2 separate regions of the Sus scrofa genome follow, and region 1 is linked to region 2. Evidence: chromatin contacts called from public Hi-C data. All regions are on one chromosome and are shown on one strand. The core of a region is the stretch at or near the end of the contact, and the rest is flanking DNA. Distances in the headings are between cores, read along the strand shown.

Region 1 (6,945 bases), core at 2,966-5,465, 160 kb after region 2:
CATCCTCATGGTAGCATGTGTTAGTGCTTCATTCCTTCTTATGGCTGAACGGTGTTCTGTTGTGTTAATATACCTCATTTTGTTTATCCATTCACCTGTTGATGGACATCTGAGTCCTTTCTACTTTTTGGCTATTATATATGAACAATGCTGCTGTGAATATGCCTGGACAAGTTTTCATGTAGATAAATGTTTCCAATTCCTTTGGGTATATACCTAGTAACTTGCTGGGTCATACAGTGACTCTCTTTAGCTTCTGGATGAACTGGAATTTCAGTTTTTAAATTGCTTTTATTTTTAATTTTTTTTTTTGGCCACACCCCTGGCATGCAGAAGTTCCTGGGCCAGAGTTTGAACCTGCACCACTGACAATGCCAGATCCTTAACCACTAGGCCAACAGAGAACTCCTGGAATTTCAGAAGGTTTGGTTTTTTGGTTTTGGGTTTTTTTTTTTTTTTTTTTTTTTTTTTTTGCTTTTTCAGCCCCACTCATGGCATATGGAAGTTCCCAAGCTAGGGGTTGAATTGGAGCTACAGCTGCTGGCCAACACCACAGTCACAGCAACTTGGGATCTGAGCCGCTTCTGTGACCCACACCACAGCTCAGAGCAACGCCGGATCCTTAATCCACTGAGTGAGGCCAGGGATCAAACCGGCATCCTCGTGGATACTTAGTGGGATTCGTTTCTGCTGCACCACATGGGAACTTCTGGAATTTCAGTTTTAATATCAGGAAAGTTCTAGGGAAACGAGGACAAGTTGGCTTCAACCTATAAATGATTCTTCCTTGTTGTCACTTGCTCTGGAGCCTAAGATAAGAGGACAAACAATCAAGATACTCCCTTCTACACACACTGCCCTTCCCTCCCCTGCAACCCAACTTTCCTGGTTCTAAGCCTTCCTGTACTCCAGTCTCTGGCTCTGCCATTTTTCCTCCAAGCTGTGCCTTACATCATCTTCTAAAAACTGCTGTGTGGTTCCGGAGGTTTTTGTTTTGGTTTTTGGTTTTTGTTTTTTTGTTTTGTTTTGTTTTGTTTTGCGTTTCGGGGTCACACCCACAGCATATGGAGGTTCCCAGGCCAGGGGTCTAATCGGAGCTTCAGCTGCCAGCCTACACCACAGCCACAGCAACGCAGGATCCGAGCCTCTTCTGAAACCTACACCACAGCTCACGGCAATGCTGGATCCTTAACCCACTGAGCAAGGCCAGAGATTGAACCCACAACCTCATGGATGCTAGTTGGGTTCGTCAACCACTGAGCCACAATGGGAACTCCCCTAGTAGCTTTCTTCAGCAAGCAAAACTTTCTCTCTGGAAGGGACTGAAAGCAGAGTCCACTAGGGGGAAACGTCAGCCTTTCCTCCATCCGCTTGGGAGCCCTGGGTATCCTGTGTCAGCAGGGACCCGGCACTTTTTGATAAGGGATGACTTGGGCCAGAAAAGAAATCCAGGAGAGCTAAGAATGATAGAACAGAGAGTTAAGTCCTGAGCTGAAATTTCCTGCTGTAAATTCACACCTGTTACCTCCCGCCTTAACATAATATAGTTAATATATTATAGATTTGGGGCAACAAAAGAATTGAAAGCAGGGTCTTGGGGAGATGTTTGTATGCCCATGCCCATAGCAGCATGCTTCACAGTAGTCAAGATTGAAGCAGCCCAAGTGTTTGTGGATGGATGACTGGATACACAAAACATGATCCATTCATACAGTGGAATATTATTCAGCCTTTAAAAGGAAGGGAAGTCTGGAGTTCCTGTTGTGGCACAGCAGAAATGAATCTGACTAGGAACCATGAGGTTGCAGGTTCAACCCCTGGCCTCACTCAGTGGGTTAAGGATCCCGTGTAGCTGTGGCTGTGGGGTAGGTTGGCAGCTGTAGCTCCGATTCGACCCCAGCCTGAGAACCTCCAAATGCTGCAGGTGCGGCCCTAAAAAGCAAAAAATAAATAAAATAAAAGGAAGGAAAGTCTGACACACGCTATAACATGGATGAACTTTGAGGACATGATGCTAGAAGTCAGACACAGAAGGACAAATACTGTCTGATTCCACTCATAGGAGGTTCCTAGAGGAGTTAACTCCATAAAGACCCAAAGTAGGATGGCCGGGGCCAGGAGGGTGGGTGTTTCAGGGGGACACAGTTTCAGTTTTGCAAGATGTAGAGTTCTGGAGATGGATGATGGTAATTGTCACACAACAATGTGAATGTACTTAATGCCACTAAACTGAACACTTACAGATGATTTAAGTGGTAATTTTTATGTAATGTATATTTTATCTCAAATTTTAAGATTTTCAGTTTTGTTTTGGTTTTGGTTTTGGTTTTGGTTTTTAGGGTTGCACCTCTGGCATATGGAAGTTCCCAGGCTAGGGATCTAATCGGAGCTTCAGCCGCCAGCCTACACCACAGCCACAGCAACGTGGGATCCAGGCCACGTTTTCCACCTACACTGCAGCTCGAGGCAACGCTGGATCCTTAACCCACTGAGCAAGGCCAGGGATTGAACCCGTATCCTCATGGATACTAGTTGGGTTCGTAACCTGCTGAGCCACAACTGGAACGCCAAGAAAATTGTAAAGATAGATTTGGACATGAAATATGTACCTGCGGGCTTGGTGTGCCACTGTCCATTTATTCAACAGTGATTTACTGGAGTTCCCGTCGTGGCGCAGTGGTTAACGAATCCGACTAGGAACCATGAGGTTGCAGGTTCGATCCCTACCCTTGCTCAGTGGGTTAACGATCTGGCGTTGCCATGAGCTGTGGTGTAGGTTGCAGACATGGCTCGGATCCCGAGTTGCTGTGGCTCTGGCATAGGCTGGCAGCTACAGCTCCGATTAGACCCCTAGCCTGGGAAACTCCATATGCCGCGGGCACGGCCCAAGAAATAGCAAAAAGACAAAAAAAACAAAAACAAAAACAAAACCCAAAAAACAGTGATTTACTGATGAATTTAGCTGTCTTCCAAGCCTGATGCCAGACCAAGTCTTCTCAGCCTCAGCCCTGCTGCCATTGGGGCCCAATCCTTCTCCGTGGCGGGGCCATCCTGTGCATTGCTGGGGTACAGCATGCCCTGCACCTTCCCGCCCCATGCCAGTTACTCCCCCTCCCCGAGTCGTGACATCAAAAATGTCTCCAGACAGAGTCCAGAGTCCCACTGAGGGTAGAATCATCCCGGGTGAGATCCCCTGGGTTGGGGGACTCGGCATTCCGTAATCATCTGACCTACAGATGCACATTTAAATACACACACTGAGTCAGGGGGAGAGAGGAGGGGACTCATGGATGCTGGAAGGGGGTACTCTCCTTTACACAGTTTACCCCATTGGGAATTCATTCCGGGGCACAGTACAAACTAGAGGTCAGACTCAGCCCTTTCCCCTAACAATTAGTGCTGGGTTTCTTAGTCTAGACCCCATTGGTATTTGGGGCCAGATCAGTTCTCTGTGACGGGGGCCATCCTGTGCACCATGAGGGTGTTGAACAGCATCTCTGGTCTCTACTTACCAGGTGCCAGCAGAACCCCCTAATTGTGACTGCCAGAAATGTTCCCAGATACTGCCAAGTGTCCCCTAGGGGCAGAGTCCCTCTTGGTTAAAAAACAAACAAAAAAACAAAAAGCCCCTCTGCTTTAGATGCTAGAGATCCAGGAGAGTAGACAGAAGAGACCCCTGTCCTAATGGAATTTACTTAGACTGGAGGATGAGGGGGAAGCAACACAGAGGAAAGCAAATGAAATAGGACTCAAAACTGCAGTTGCAACCTCAGGCACCAGGACACAAAGGTCATGGAATTCCCGCATGAGATGACAGCCCAAAGAGCAGGTTTTGAAAGGAAATAACAAGGAAGAGGTGCCCAACTCTGAAGGCTGCTCACCTACCAGGAGGGTACAGAAAGGTGAGAATGAACATCAGAAGGGAACTCTTTAAAAGCACATTTTGGCAGAGAACACTCCAGGTGCTGAGGGCTGGATGTGAAGACGGGTCTCGTTGCCCCTCCTTCTGATCCCAGGGAGGGGGCTTGAAGGGCGTGCCTTGGCTCCAGGGAGAGCCCCTGGGAGCAGGAGTGGGTGATACTGGTGTTCTAGGGAGTCATGCTAGACTGGTATCTGCCTCCTGCCAGAAGCTGTGGGACCAGAGATAGGCTGGTCATCTGTTTTGGCAGCCGAGCCAAGGCAACTTGGTGCTAAATCGGGATGGGCTCGCCAACAGCCAGTTTGTTTGGGAAGAGGTGTGTGTTTCTCAGGAACTAGATGTGCTCATGAGCAAGAGAGAGCTGGCGTGGGGGCACCTTAGATCTTGTCCTGGAGCCTGTTCTGGCCTCCCTCCAGCAGAGGATACGCAGGACGTGGTGCTTGAATTCTTAGGGACCAGGGAGAGAGGAAGGGCGGTCAGTGTAGTAAGTTCCGGGTGAAAAGAATGGCAGGTGGCAGCCCACCCACCGAGGTGGGGGTGGGGTGGTGGCCTGTATCCAGGACAACCTCATGATGTCTCCAGCGCTTGATTTATTGTTCTGCTGTTGCCGTCTTGAAGTTCGTAATAACTTTCAAACAAGGAGACTTCTCCACCATAGGCTGACAGGGGTAGGTGCAGTTCAGTGTTTTATCTACAAAGACCCTAGGCTCCTTCTCCCAGGAGCTAAAGAAGCAAGAAGAGAAGTGTGCAATACTGTCAGACATAGTGAAAATCAGGCTGTTGGATGAGAGAGCTGTGATGTCACAGGCTGCGGCTAAATTTCTGAGGAGATGCCCCCTTAACCATGTGGCTAAAGCTTACTGAATTTTCTTAAAAACTGATTAGGTAGAGTCCCCACCTTGTCTTGTCTTTCTGTGAAGAATGACTGTCACTTGACCAGCCTAAAGATCCTGCTTACTAACATCAAACTGAAATAACTACTCCCTACAGTTGGTTCTGCTCTAACGTGACAAATGTGTTCCTAAAAGTCACTGCCCTGGGCAAAATTACAGGATAAAACACACATGGCTGGCTTGTGGCAGAATGGAGTTATGGTGACAATACTCAAAAACTTCATCAGTGAGTTACACTCTTTTTTTTTTGTCTTTTTGCTATTTCTTTGGGCCGCTCCCGCGGCATATGGAGGTTCCCAGGCTAGGGGTCTAATCGGAGCTGTAGCTGCCAGTCTACACCACAGCCACAGCAACTCGGGATCCGAGCCGCGTCTGCGACCTACACCACAGCTCACGGCAACGCCGGATCGTTAACCCACTGAGCAAGGGCAGGGACCACACCCGCAACCTCATGGTTCCTAGTCGGATTCGTTAACCACTGCGCCACCACGGGAACTCCATCAGTGAGTTACACTCTTAAAAGTTAAAAAGAACCTAATTAATATGGTAGCAGTCTTTTAATAACAACTTTATTGAGACATAATTCACATACGGTGACATTCATCCTTTTATTGAGATATAATTCATGTACCGTGACATTCAGTGGTTTTTAGACTAGACAGAGTTGTACAGCTATACCACAATCCATTTTAGGACATTTTCATTCTCTCCAAATGAAACTCCAGACTCCTTTGCAGTCTCCCCTTTCCTATTTCCCCTCCCCCAACCCTCGATAACCACTGATCTGCTTTCAGTCTCTATGGATTTGCCTATTGTGGTCATTTCACATAAATGATATCACACAATATATGGGACATTTTCTGACTGACACCTTTCACTTAGCATCATGTGTTGAAGGTTCATCCACATCGTAGTGAGTATCAGCACGTCATTTCTTTTTGCTGAGTAAAAGTCTATCAATATGGATTTTCCATATTTTGCTTATGTATCAATTGATAGCTATTTGGATTGTTTCTACTTTGGGCTATTTTGAATAACCCCACCAAAGAAAATTTGTGTACAAGTTCTTGTGTGAATATAGGTCTTCATTTCTCTTGGGTATGTACCCTTAGGAGTGAAATTGCTGGGTCATGTGGCTATTCTGTGTTGAACATTTTGAAGAATTCCATATTGTTTTCCAAAGTGGCTGCAGCATTTTACATTTCCACCAGCCATGTATGAGGCCTCTGGTTTCTCCACAATCTTTCCAATACTTGTTATAACCTTTTTTTTTTTTTTAATTATAGCCTTCTCAGCGGCTGTGAAGCAGTAACTCATGATGGTTTTGGTTTGTATTTCACTGATGACTAATGATTTTAAGCATCTTTTCATGTGCTTGTTGCCCATTTGTATATATTCTTTGGAGAAATATCAATTCAAATATTTTCTTTTTCTTTTTTTTTTTTTCTTTCTAAGGCCACACCCGAGGCACATGGACGTTCCCAGGCTAGGAGTTGAATCGTAGCTACAGCTGCCAACCTATGCCACAGCCACAGCAATGTGGAATACGAGCCGGGTCTGAGACCTACACCACAGCTCATGACAATGAAGAATCCCTGACCCACTGAGCAAGGCCAGGGATCGAACCCACATCCTCATGGGTACTAGTTAGATTTGTTTCTACTGAGTCGTTTTTTTGTTTGTTTGTTTGTTTTGTGTTTTTTTCCTTCTTTGGCATATGGAATTTCTGGGCCAGGGATCAGATTGGAGCTGCAGTTGCAACCTAAGCCACAGTTTCAGCAATGATGGATCCTTAACCCACTATGCCTGGCTGGGGATTGAACCTCTGTCTCAAGGTTCCCAAGATACTGCCAATGTCATTGTGCCACAGCAGAAACTCACTCGCTTTTAAATTGCATTATTTTTCTTTTTATTGTTGAGCTGTAAGAATTCTTTATATATTCTAGATACAGATCCCTCATCAGATGCGTGATTTGCAAGTACTTTCTCCAATTTTGTGGACTGTGTTTTCACTTTCTTTATGTTGTCCTTTGAAGCACAAAAGTTTAATTGGATGTAGTCCAATTAGTCTGTTTTCCATTTGTGCTTTTGGTATCATTTAAGAAATCATGGTCAGGGTGTTTCCTGGTGGTC
Region 2 (6,815 bases), core at 901-3,400:
CCTTGGGCCAGGGATCAAACCCGAGCCACAACAGTGACCCAAGCTGCTACAGGGATGATGCTGGATCCTTAACCCGCTGCACCACAAAGGAACTCTTCCATTATTATTATTATTATTATTATTATTATGCTTTTTAGGGCCGAACCCACGGCACATGGAGGTTCCCATGCTAGGGACTGAATCAGAGCTACAGCTGCCAGCCTACGCTACAGCCACAGCAACACAGGATCTGAGCCGTGTCTGTGACCTACACCACAGCTCACAGTAATGCCAGATCCTTAACCCACTAAGGAGGCCAGGGATTGAACCTGCAACCTCATGGTTCCTAGTCAGATTTGTTTCTTCTGTGCCATGACGGGAACTCCCCATTATTTTTGATGCTTAAAAAGTTACACCTGATCTAGTAGGAGGTCCAGGAATGTTGTTTTGAAAATGTCCAACAGTTCACAATCTAATCTAGAGATCATTTCTTAGATGAGTTAATGGTGGTAGCAGGGAGACTGAGTTCCTGAATCTCTTCTTTGCAACAATCGTAGTAAACGTTCTTGGCTGAAAGCTTCTGTTAGAGACAAATTCTGCACACACACCCCCACCCCCAGTTGGCCACACATCTAGTTTCTGATTCCATAAATCAAGAGACCAGAATTTGCATTTCTAGCAAAGTTCCCAGTGATGCTGAACCTCCTGGTTCAAAGACCACTTAGAACCAGTGATCTACTTACATTGAGTTATACGATTTTTTAAAAAATTAAAGTTGTGCTTGCATTAAAGTGGCTGTTTATTTTCTCAGCATGATCTCAAACTTCGCCCCCCCCACCACCTCCACACCCCATGCCCCAGCTCACCCTCCTCTGGACTAAAAAGCATGGTGTTACTCTCTGCAATGACTCTGGCCCTCTTCAGAGTATTTGTGTGGACTTACTTTCATCTTCTCAAAGTTACCAATTTTCTGGTGCTGTTCCTCAGTGCAAAGCACCAGCCAGAACACATAATGAAGCCTTGCCTGATACTTAAATGAGGAGTGGAGTGGGGGAAAAGAAGCCAAACAACACCCCCCCCCCGATTTTCTTTCTTAAAGGACAAACCTGCAGCATATAGAAGTTCCCTGGCTAGGGTTCCATCTGGAGCTACACAGCTGCCAGCCTACGCCAGTCACAGCAATGCCAGATCTGAATGTCATCTGTGACCTATGTTGAAGCTTGCAGCAATGCGCAATCCTTAACCCACTGAGCGATGCCAGGGACCCAACCCCACACATCCTCACAGACACTATGTTGATTCTTAACTCACTGAGCCGCAGTGGCAACTCCCCAAACCCCTGATTTTTAATTATAAGAAGGGATTTTAAATAACTGCATAAGGGACCCCAAATCCCAGGCAGAATGCCCAAGAGACAAGTGGCTTACAAGATCCAAAAAAGATGGGGCAATATGTTTAAGACCGATCTAAACACAGTTTACAAGTCGTGGTGAAAGCATGTCATAGTGGGGAAATTAAAGATGGGGTTTTGGACGGACCGGGATGATAAATCTCGTGGATAAAATGAGAGCCTCTTGTTTACGTAGCAGATTCTGATCTGTATCATTCAAATTAGCGTGAACTAGCATCACACTGTATCTTGATGGTCCCCATTTTATGGATGCAAATTGAGACTCAAGGGAAGAAGGGAGATGACCAGGTGGGCCATGATGTAGATCCAAGATTGGAAAATTAATCTGCAGTTCCAGAGACCAGGGTCATTCCATCACACAGTAGCAACACGTGGCCAGGAAACAAAATTGTCCCTGGAGATCCCTCCCCAGACCCCGAACCCTCCACCAAGGCTACCGCCGCCTGGGGAGGCTCGGCCCAGGAATGCTCCGGGCTCTAAGCAGCGCCCCCTGCGGGCCACAGTGCGCAGGCGCGGCGCGCCCGTCCCGCCCCCGCCCCCCTCCACGTGCGGCGCACACCTCGCGCTCCCCTCTGCGGGGCTCGCCTCGCGCCTCCCTCCCTGCCTCCTCCCGCCCCTCCGGTCCGGGTCTCCCATTGGCTGCGGGCTTCGTCCCTCCGACCGCGGCCCGGCAGGCCCCCGCCAGGCCGGAAGTCCCACCCCTCAAGAGGCCGTCCGCCCTGCCAATTGGCCCAGGAGCCTGTCTGTCGGGGCGGCGGGCCCGAGTCGGCGGCGGGGGCCCGCGGTCGGTGCGCGACCCGGGCTGGCGGTGGTTTCCGGTTCCGCGGGGCTGGCGGGCGGGCGGGCGGCCGGGAGCGGCGGCGGCGGCGCCTGACACACAATGAGGGCGGCGGGGAGGCGCTGAGCGGCGGCGGCGGCGAGCGACGCGGGGCCCGGGGGCGGGGCGGGGCGCCAGCCATGGACAATCAGGTGAGGAACGGCCGCGCAGCCCGCGCCGCCCGCCCGGCCCCCTCCCTCCCTCCCTCCCTCCCTTCCCCGCCCGCCTGGCCCGGCCCTCCTCGGTCCTGTCCTCCCCGCCCCCGCTCGGCGCCCGCCCGCCCTGCTTTGTGCGCGCCCACTGCTCCCCCGGCCTTTATGTGGGGCGGGGGCGCCCTTCCCCCACCTGCGACCCTCAGCGGGTCAAAGCGCCTCGGACTACCCTGGAAGCCCCGGTCTCCCGCTGCCCAGAGCCCCCTGGGACTGCCCTCGGAGCCCCGGTCCGTCCCAGATCCCCGTGGGACGTCCCTTGTGACCCCGCTTTAGCCCAGAACCCTTTGGGACGCTCTTCGGGACCCCGGCCTGGCCCACATCCCCCTGGGACGCCCCTTGTGATTCCATTCCGACCCGGAGTCCCCTGGGACCTCTCTTGGCACCCCCGCCCATTCTTGAATTCCCGCAGCCTCCCTCCCCGCAGGGGACCCTTCATTCCTCAGATCCGGTCAGTCCCCCGTTCCTCTCTGAACCTAGGGCTGGTTGGTGTCTCCTTCCTCCTCTGGACCCTTGGCCCCCGGTCCCCTCAAACTTCCTGAGCCCCCCAGCCTGCTGCCTCTTCTAATCATTCAGCCTTTGCTGGGGTTTGAGTCTCCCCAGAACTCCTGGGACCTTGATCTGCAGCCTCTTCCTTTCTTGAACCCAGGCCCACCCTAACCTGTCCTCTAGTCCTTTTTCAGGCCTGAGCCCTCTCTCCCCTCTGATCCTGCCCCTGTCTCAGCCTGAGCATCACTTTCTCCTCAGACCCTTTTCCCATCAGGAGCCAGGCCTGCATTGAACATCCCCCTTTTTGGACCTAGGCTTGCTTCTTCAGATCTTTGACTCACTCTGCTGCTTCAGGGTTTCAGGCCCTGGTCACTCTCCCTTGGACCCAAGGGGCTGTGTCTTCACCTTCAGATCTTCTCTGTGATCGGGCCCATGGGCCATTTCTGCTCTGACCTGGAGCTCTAACACCCTTGACACCAAATGCCTTACTTCTCTCAGCTTGAGCCTTCTTTGCCTCTGTGACTCTGATTTTTTTGCTTCCCTACTTTTTTCCCCACCAGTGTTGAGCTCCTTGATCTGTCTCCTCTGACCTCAGTTGTCCTCTCTTCACAGGCCCAGTCTCTTCAGAACCCCTGTTTCTCTTCTTAGGTTCAGGATCACCCCCTTCCTCCCACCATCCACCAGTTTGATGCTGTGGCATTGACCACTGCCCTTTCCCTCAGCACACCCCATTTCCCCTGCCTTCGCCAGCATCTTGGAGCCTCCACCAAGAACCTTGCTGCAAACCTTGGGTGTTCCCCAGCCTCCATAAACTCTCCCCACAGCCCCTCTCCCTTTGATCTGGAAAGCCAGAGCCAATCCTGGTAAAACCCAGGTCATTCTCCTCTCTGGTACCCAAGCCCCTTCGCCTCCTCAAGCCCAGGACCATTGGCTCATTTACCTCTTCATCCTTCCCTGCTGCCCCTGAAGCGGGGGCGCCAGGCCAGGAAAGTCGGTGTGGGGCTGTGGGGGTGGCAGCTGAAATCTCCGCCGTGAGCGTTAGTGAGGGCAGGTTGGGGCGTCCCTCGCTGCTGGCGCCACTCTGGCGGCCCTGTCTGGTGAGGCGCTGTGTGGCAGTCGGGGTGCAGGGGTTGAGGGTGGGGTGGGAGACCTCTCCCCTGCCCATCCTGGCCGCCTGAGATGGTGCAGGACCATTGAGGCCTGTGCTCATGGCACCCCCTCACCATGATTTCCCTTTAGCCTTGGTGCTCTACCTCTTTCTTGGGAAGAAGAAATGGTTTATGGCAGTGGAGTGGTGGATTTCTCCAGTGTGGTGTGTGACTTCATTTCCCCTGAAGGGACAGAGCTTGTCACCTCCAGTCTGTATTAAGAAACAAGACAAAATATACCCTCGCTGTCCACTTTTAGTGAAGCCTGCCCCTGGGAAAGTCTTGTTGGGCACCACACAGGTATTGAATGTAGCTCCCGCCACTCACCCCACTGCTGGTCCCTGGGAGAGATGTCAGGCCCAGGTATGTCCTTTCCCCTTGTGTATTGGGCCCTGGCTGGCTGGGCGGTTGTCATCTGTGCAAGTGGAGAGGTGGGGAGGGGCGGCCTTCCCGCTTTGTGATAGTCTGGGAGACAGCAGCCTTACTGGGGCAAACTGGTGAGCACCCTGGGCCCAAGAGAGCCGTCTTGCCACTGCCTGGTGTGGCAGGCGCTAGCGCTTGTGCTTATTTAAACTTGGGCGAACCAAAACACAAAAAAATCAGTTCTTCAGTCGCACCAGCCACATTTTAGTACCCAGGAACCGCCCCTGTTGAGGTGCTGGTCACCTCCTCTGGCAGTGCAGAAACACCTCCATCATGGCAGAAGGTGCTCCTGGACAGTGCTGGTCTGGCTCCTTGCACATGTATTTGCAAGTGAAAGTGGTCCCAAAGCCAAGTATGTGCCACCATGTAGTCTAATTTCCCATCCCCGCCTGTGTTCTCATGCAAATTTGGGAGAGGCCCAGGGCTCTGGCCCTTCCTCACAGGGACAGCAGCCTCTGGGGAGGCAGGAGAGAATGGTTTCTTTTATCCAAGTAGGTGAGCAGGCTGTAAGCAGTCCAGGATGACTTCTGGCAAGAGTGAAGCGCTTTGAATCCAGCAGGATCATGCATGGCCTTCTTTTCTCCCCCCCAGGTGCCCCAAACCCGTCACTGCCTCAGTGGGATGGGGAACGACAGGGCTTTCCCCCTCCCTGAGGCCCGCTTGCTTGGGGAGACTCTGATTCTCTTGACCTTCCTGTTTTATTCTCTAGAACTTTCAGGCTCAGCTGAGAAGGGGGATTCTGCCTTTTGCTCTGGACTCCCAACTTCTCAGCATCAAAGTCGTTCCTCCATGGTCAGAAAAAAGTCTTTCTGGTTCCCTTCACCCTGACCACACCCCCACCTATTTGACTCCCCCAGCCTCTAGTCTGTACTTGCACGAATATCATCTGTGGGATTTTTTTTTTTTTCCTTTTTTTTTAGGGGGGCAGGGATGATGTATTTTTGGGAAAACAGATCTTTGCTCCCTTAGGGGTCATGGCGGAGAGGTGTGTGATTTACCTCCAAGGGTGGTGGGGAGGGAATGGGCATGGTTACCGACTGAGCAGATGCGGGGAAAGATGGGAAAGGAGGCTGGGGAGGGAGCCTCTGGGGACAGGGGTTGCCTAGGGAGCTGGCAGTAATGTTGGCCTCTGGGAGGTCGTGTTCGCCACAGGAGTCTTCCCTTCACAGAAGCATCGGGCCTGGCACCTGGGGTGGGTGCCCAACACATCGAGCCACACAGTTGCTAACCCTTCAGAAGGCTCTCCCAAGTTTGGACTTGGGAACCGGTGACCATGCTCTGTTGTTCTGGAAGGGAGGTTTGTTTCTAGTGGTGAAGGCCCATTTTACAGATGTGGAAAATGCAGGCCCAGGAAGGCCCCTGAGGAGTTGAGGCCTGGGGGGATGCTTGGGGAGCACCCGGTCTTTCCCAGACCTCACACAGAGAACCTGGAACTGCGTCCTGTGCCGAGCACTAACGGGAGAGTGACGGTGACAGTGACCGGAGCCTCCCCACCCAGCTCTGAAGCTGTCACCTGGGAAGGTGACCTGCCAGGGTTTGAAGTTGTAAAGTACTCGAGAGCAGGGACCAGAGTCCTCCTCCCCTTCATGTCCATGGCAGTTTCTAACGCCAAGTTTTGCTCTTGGCTTCGCCAACAGTTTGTTAAATAAAAGCAACTAGAAATGATTCCCTTTGTCGCCAGGCCAGGTGATGGATATCTTGTCCCAGGCCTCACTGGCAGGCCGGTGAGGGTCAGGCTTCCCAGCACCCCGACAGCTCTGACAGTTGTGCGAGTATTTGCGCGTCGTCATGGAAGGTCTGCATGCTTATCTTTAGTGACCTCCCAGAGGTACATTCATTGAGCCCCTTGTTCTTTTGTCATTAACCTTGTGCCCTGGGTCAAGGGATGGGGCTGGATGGAGCTAGAAGAGGGTGCAGGGGCAGGCCACCCGTCCCTGAGGCTTAGAGGACCAGGGCCTCCTGTGGCCACTGTGACAGGTCCCTGCCTCCAGAGAGGAGTGGCTGGCAGGGAGGCCCTCTTTCCTGTCCTTCTCATGCCCTGATTCAGGGGCTGCTCCCAAGAACTCCTGGCTGGGTCTGGAGGGAGAGAGTTCTGGGAAGAGCATTTTCTTTGGGCTCGTGTGGCTGTCGCTCCAAGGGACCAGCTCATTTCCCTCTTTGTGGGCATGTGGACCAGGTTGCCAACGACCCCACTGAGGTCCAGTGGGACCTGGCAGCCCCAGTCTGGGCTTTGAGGAAGAAGACTTCCTAGCCTCTTCCTCCCTGAGGAAGGGAGGTTTGAGGGAATTAGTCACCAACTTCAGGCCTAATTACGCCACTTGGTAAAGTGTCAATTCCCA

The links. Hi-C and Micro-C count contacts between places; a contact is called where the count stands out from the background.
Region 1: a Hi-C map of retroperitoneal adipose tissue shows a contact between it and region 2, with 1.8 times the contacts expected there. The contact joins the enhancer-like site here to the promoter of MLLT1 in region 2. A contact is called at or near these places in 1 of 5 promoter capture datasets (liver) and 4 of 47 Hi-C or Micro-C datasets (embryonic fibroblasts, heart right ventricle, mesenteric adipose tissue and 1 more).

Annotation. Positions count from the first base shown.
Region 1 is chr2:72,935,041-72,941,985 of Sscrofa11.1, forward strand. No RefSeq gene overlaps it. Among named protein-coding and RNA genes, the nearest start is that of RFX2, 11 kb to the right of the region's middle. Within about 2 kb of position 4,216, at least 1 of the 83 cell types and tissues checked has an H3K27ac peak or open chromatin away from gene starts, as enhancers often do.
Region 2 is chr2:72,778,800-72,785,614 of Sscrofa11.1, forward strand. It overlaps MLLT1 (protein ENL), which reads left to right and starts at 2,151. Exons shown (of 11, transcript XM_021083993.1): 1 at 2,151-2,359. The coding sequence starts at 2,348.